Regions from separate parts of the Mus musculus genome. Here region 1 is linked to region 2. A link is a contact called in public HiChIP or PLAC-seq data. All regions are on one chromosome and are shown on one strand. Each heading gives the region's core, a stretch centred on a gene start, on an enhancer-like site or on the middle of the called end of the contact. The rest is flanking DNA. Distances are from core to core; before and after follow the strand shown. Region 1 overlaps Fam102a (family with sequence similarity 102, member A). Region 2 overlaps Prrc2b (proline-rich coiled-coil 2B).

Region 1 (2,847 bases), core at 294-2,793, 380 kb after region 2:
CTGCCTCTGCCTCTTGGGAGCTGGGATAAATGATGTTGATGTGCACCACTATACCTGGCTCCAACCCCTGTCTTAGGGATGAACCTTTGACTGGTGTGCCCCACTAAGTCCCAAGAGGAAACAGCCTAGGCTCAGCAGTTCTACAGGGTTTGTGTTTGCCAAATGGATAACAGGGAAAATTTGGACCTTGTTGTGAAGCTGATCCTGCCCATATTGGATGTAGGCCAGGCAGCCTTTCTGTTTGGGCAGCAGTAGGGTGGACTGTTTGGGGCTTTGGGTTGCAGAGGGCATTCTCTGTAGCAGCCATTATCGCAGGCCCATCCCATGACACTGTTGAACAAAAAAGGCCCAAGGCAAGATACACAATAGCATTTGAGTGGAGTTGAAAGCCTGTGTGGTTCAAGGAGGATGGGATTATCCTTGTGTGGGGCCTGTGTCTGGACAGGGCCACTCAGCCTGACTCCTAGTAAGTGCTCAGTGGCTTGCTTGAAGTTAGTGGCAGTGGCAATGATTGGCCCAGGAGTGGTCTTGAGTCTGCAGTCTCAGGTGTCTATGGAGGAGGTGGAGCCCTGTGAGTCAGGGCCTCATGGTGGTGTCTGACCCTGGGCCTTCTGTCCTGTGATCGGAATCTTCGGTAGCTGCTGAGCACAGCTGGACAAACAGGTCTGAGTCAGTGCCAGGCTGTGAAGAGAGGTGACTCTGGCTAAACAACTCCTGATTATCTTGTCGCCTTAAGTTCAAAGGGCCATGGGGAATCCGATGTGCAGCAGGAACACCGGGTTAGCAGGTACAGTAGTGATGATGGTCCCTGACTCTACAAACTGTAGAGAACAAGCTGCAGGCACATCTGGGAATCCCCTACTGGGAAGTGGTGCCCCTGTGAGAAGGCTTGACTTTAGGGAAATAGACTACAGAGATCTCTCATTCAGTTGTTAGATCTTCAGCACCATATTTGAAGATAGGAGACCAACTGTTAGTGTACAGACGCCCTGCCTCTACTTGGCTCTGGGAGACAAGGGCCTTGCTTGGTTCCAACTACACCTATAGACCCAGTCCTGCCCGCACAGTTAGGGAGCGCCCTTAGGATGGGCCTGGGTGAAGGTATCCCCTTGACTGGAGTCTAAGTAATTTCAGGAACCAGGCCCCAGGGACAGGAATCTCTCCTTCCTCTCACTCCTTCCTCTTTGGGTGAATCAAATACCACCCGGGCTTGAGTCACTGGTCACACATTCCTGGCCACCTGCCACACCTCTGAACATGACAGCTGAGTTTCAGGACTGGGGAAATGGCCAGATCCAAGGTCCAGAGCAAGGAAGAGGGCTGGGTCAGTACTTTTTGCAGGCTTCCAGGACCACCTGCCTCTGAGGCCCCTCTCTGCAGGTACTAGTGCATGGCTAGGCCATGTCCACAGTTCCACAGAGGTGCCTATCGTGTTTAGTTTGGGCACTAGCAATTCCATGAGAAAGAAAGTGACTGAGACCCAAAGGGCGCTAGAGTTCATGGGTGGCAGAGGCTTGCTTGGACCCATCTTTGCCTCCCCGTGCCACTCAAGTGAGTCTGCTGGGTTTAGGAAGGGGAAGTCCCCTGAGCAGATCCGACTCAACACCTCAGCATTATAATAGTCTAGGTCTTAGGAATTGACATTGGTACCACATCCCAGTGTAACATCTGTTGTGCCTTCTTCCTTTGAATTCCTAGGGCCTCTGTTTTCCAGCCCTAACATGGAAAAATGTAGTGTTGGGCATGGGTTCAGATCACTGACCTTGGACAGGTAAATTCTTGTGCCTTGTGTTCCTAGCCTGTGACATGGGAGTGATGGGCTATGGATTCTGTGACCATCTCTCCCTTGGCATGAAGCAGGTGTGATACCATCTCTTCCCTTGTGTGGAATACTCATGGAAAAGGATGAGATCACAGGGCCTAGGGTTCTGGCAGGACAGAGAGCCATGCTGTCATTGAGACCTGAGAATGGTTCTCCTATGTCGGCAGATTTCCCAGGGATGCTGGGAATGCAAAATTATGTCTAGGGGTACAGACTACCCCTCAACCCCTGGACTCCCTTAAGTCCCTGGACTCCCTTGAGAATCAGTGTCCTGATCTGTGAAGTATAAGTATGAAGCGAGTGTATGAAGAGCACTTGGCACTTAGGAGGACATCCAGGAGACAGAAGCCACGAGACACTTTTGTACATGGGGCTGGACCTGCATTTGGTTCAAAGCCAGCAACTTACTATAGATCCCTTCACTTTAGAGCAAGATCCAGGAACTAGGCCTGAGGGTGCGGCCCAGTGGTAGAGCGTTTGCCTAGTATACACACACGGCTCTGGGTTTCAACCGTAGCATCAACAAAAAAGAAAAAAGCTAGTGATTCCTGGCACATTTCAGACTCCGGTTTACAGGCATCTGCCTGGGTAGTAACATGAGCTGTCTGTATATCCTGGCCACGAAGCAGAAGGACAGCTACGTGCCAGTGACTGCAAACAAAGAATGCCAACACCTACCTGTCTTGGGTTTCTTGAAGGTCAGTCTCCAGATTACATGACTGAAGGGCACCAGGATTCAAACCCAGGTGGGTCTTAACCTGATGCTCCTAAGCCAGCCAGCTTGAGTGCCCGTCGATCATCTCACCCCTTCTCCGTGGTGCACTTCCTAAAGCTGCATTTGCTCACATTGTGCTTGATGGCGTCACTTGCCAACGTCAGCTTGTACTCCCAGCTTTTCTGTCTACCCCTGAGCCATTTTTAGGGTTCTTGATAACAGAGGAGCAAAGAAGGCAGCATGGGGCCGAAGGAGCGCCTCAAAACTCTCCAGTGTTGGGCACCAAGTGGCTTGGCTTCTAGGAACTTCT
Region 2 (3,122 bases), core at 557-3,056:
ATCGACTGCTTTGTGTGGACACCTTTTCTTTTCTTTTCTTTTCTTTTCTTTTCTTTTCTTTTCTTTTCCTTTCTTTTCTTTTTTTTTTCTTCTTCCGAGACAGGGTTTCTCTGTGTAGCCTTGGCTGTCCTGGAACTCACTCTGTAGACCAGGCTGGCCTCGAACTCAGAAATCCGCCTGCCTCTGCCTCCCACGTGCTAGGATTAAAGGCGTGTGCCACCATGCCTGGCATGTGGACACCTTTTGAGGGGTGAAGGAACCTATGAGTCTGAAAGGATTCTTTCTTCCCATAAGGGCTGCTGGCTGTTAGGTCTGCATTAGCGACCTCCCTGTGCTGCAATCAAAGCTCCCAGTTGAAGGGTGTGATGTGTTACAACGAGGCAGTCATGGTGGTAAGAGTGTGAAGTCACGGTGCATTGTAGCCAGGAAAAAGCATGAGATGAATTCTGCTATTCAGTTCTTCAGTCCAGGACCCCAGCCCTTGGGATGCTGCCACCCTAATCTAGAAATTCCCTCGGACACGCCCAGAGGCTGGTCTCCATGGTGACTCTCACCGGAAACTGTCGAGGGTTGGGAGTCGTTGCTTCCTTTCATTCTAAGGGGGCTCTTCTGGGGCTGAGGCAGACTCAGAGAAAACACGCCCGATGTCACCTGTTCTCCCGGTGTCATTGTGTGATCTTTCTGTGTCTTGGATTAGTCTCTGGTTTCTCAACTCCAGGAATTTTTCTTGGGTTTTTAATTTTATGATTTCTTCCACTCTTGATTTAATGTGAGGCAGGGGGAGAGGTTGAATAAGTGTGTGTGTGTGTGTGTGTGTGTGTGTGTGCTGCTAGAGCATACTTCTGCTTGGCTAAGATGTGGGGAGAGGACGCAGGGTGTGGTAGCCCCCTCCTGGTTTCTCTTGCTTAGCTTCCTTTTTTTACTTTGTACCCTTTACTGTCCCCGTGCCCTTTGACCTCTCTTAGCCAGGGTACTCTGTAGGGAGTCTGACAGGCTCATTCCTGGGCCTTTCTGATTCTGAGGCAGCCGCTACTTCCTGGCATCCCAGGGTGTGTTCCTTCTGAGTAACAGCCCTCATCTTGTGGCATGTCAGTCTGCTGCCACCAAAATTGCCGCTGGATTTCGGGTTCTCTCTCGTCTTCTGGAAGAGTTCTAGAAGAGTAGGTGGTCCTTCAGCAGGACACCGCTGGATGTCTGGGTGGTGTTGCTCTGAGTCCAGCCGATGGGACTAGTGGCCATTTGAGATGAGTGCACATGTGTGCGTGACACAGCAACTGGAGTATTTTGTGAGCCAGCCTCGGCGGCACTGCCCTTCTGTTCATGGTTCTGATTGAGAGGTCTGCCGCTGAGCACAGAGTCTCAGGAGGAAGCCGCTGGTCGCAGTCTTCTCACAATGCCTGCCCACCCCCCTGAGCCCAGCCTGGTATAGCAGTTGAAGCTTTCTGTAGCACAGGCTCTGCGTTCATCTGGGGGTTGGCATTGTCACCTGGCGGTGGCTGTGAAGTAGCCACCTGTCCCATCTCCACTCCCTGGCTCCTCTGTGTTTTGACACAGAAGCCTTTGCACGGAGTTTGTCCCCACTTCATCTTTGTGGCATAGAATTCCCAGAGGATCGGGTGGTTACTGGGGTAACATCACTCCTGGGTCTGCCTTTCTGTGCTGAGTTGGGTTGAGCCGAGGCAGCAGGGACTCAGTGGTAGACAGGACTGCTTTCTCCCTCGATGAGAAAGTTGCTTCCTGCCTGAGGCCCACAACCGCATTCCTGTTTGCCCAGATCCCAGCTTGCTGTGGGTGACGTCATCCACAGAGAGGCCTGGGGTGTAAACAGTCACAGCTGCAGGGCTCAGGGACAGCTGCAGGTGGCGGGATGGCGGCCCCAAGTGTTCCTCTGCTTGTCTGTCTCTCTAGTTCCTTTTTAAAATTTCCCTTATACACATCTACACAAATAGCAAATCTATTTAGAACTGGGGTACAATGCTGTGTGAGCTTCGTGGATGGTATTTTTCTTTTTCCTCTTTTTTAAATTACTCTTTTTAAATTTTTCTTTCTTTTTTTAAAAATTAATTTATCCTTTCATATATTATATCCAGACCACAGTTTCCCCACCCTCTCTCTGTTCCTAACCTCCTCCGTCCCCCCACCTCCTCCTCCCCATCCACGCCTCCTTTGAGAAAAGGGCAGGCCTCCCAGGTTGTCAACCAAACATGGCATAGCAAGTTGCAAAGATTAGGCACAAGCAGGCAAACATGTCAGAAACAGCCCGTGTTCTCTGTTAGGTGCCGCACAAAAACACCAAGCTACACGACGTTAGCATATACAGATGGTCTAGGTTAGATCCATGCAGGCTCCCTGATTGTCCATTCAGTCTTAGCCTCTGTGAGTTCGGGTTTGGTGATTTGTTTTTTGAGACAGGTTTTCTCTGTAGCCTTGGCTGTCTTGGAACTCACTCTGTAGACCAGGCTGGCCTTGAACTCACAGAGTTCTGCCTGTTTTGCCTCCCAAGTGCTGGGACTAAAGGTGTGTGCCATCACTGCCCTTATTTTCTTCACTTATTTTTTAGATACATGTTCACTATGCAGCCCTAGCTAACCTTCAATTCTCTGTAGACAGGTTGGTCTTGAACTCAGATCTGCCAAATGCAGGGATTGACGACATGACCCATTATTCCCACCCCATAATTTTTTTTTAAAAAACAAGTTGTTGTTGTTGCTGTGCTGGGATGATACTTGGGGTTTTGTTTGTTCTAGGCAAGCTTTCTACTCCTGAGCTGTATACCACCCCTCATTGACCTCTTGAACTGGGAACCTAAACCTGTAGTAGAATAGAGAGCAAAACCCGGAGGCAGGCAAGTCACATCATGGCGGGTGTTTCCGAGCGACCAGGTGGCCTTGCTGGAGATGGGAGATGGCCCATGAATCTGAGAGTTGCGTGCCTGTGTGCGACCTGTTTGTACGATGCATGCATGTAATCGTGTGAGTATCTGCTGTATATGGGGTGAAAAGCCGGGAGCATATTGTGTCCATTTTCTCTCACGCTCTACCTTAGTGCCCTGAGTTAGGGTCTCCCAGCCTGAGGTGGGCTTTTTGGGCAGGTTGGCTGGTTGGTGAGTTTCCTAGTGCTGA

What was found. HiChIP or PLAC-seq counts read pairs in DNA pulled down with a chosen protein or histone mark.
Region 1: a contact with region 2 is called in an HNF4G HiChIP or PLAC-seq map of pancreatic cancer cells. The contact joins two enhancer-like sites. A contact is called at or near these places in 2 of 115 datasets of contacts at active chromatin or transcription factors (bone marrow-derived macrophages and pancreatic cancer cells).

What each region holds. Positions count from the first base shown.
Region 1 is chr2:32,546,953-32,549,799 of GRCm38.p6, forward strand. All of the region lies in intron 1 of Fam102a (family with sequence similarity 102, member A), which reads left to right. Among named protein-coding and RNA genes, the nearest start is that of Fam102a, 13 kb to the left of the region's middle. Within about 2 kb of position 1,544, at least 103 of the 459 cell types and tissues checked have an H3K27ac peak or open chromatin away from gene starts, as enhancers often do. A contact at or near this core is called in bone marrow-derived macrophages and pancreatic cancer cells, where this site is marked.
Region 2 is chr2:32,166,240-32,169,361 of GRCm38.p6, forward strand. All of the region lies in intron 1 of Prrc2b (proline-rich coiled-coil 2B), which reads left to right. Among named protein-coding and RNA genes, the nearest start is that of Prrc2b, 17 kb to the left of the region's middle. Within about 2 kb of position 1,807, at least 324 of the 459 cell types and tissues checked have an H3K27ac peak or open chromatin away from gene starts, as enhancers often do. A contact at or near this core is called in bone marrow-derived macrophages and pancreatic cancer cells, where this site is marked.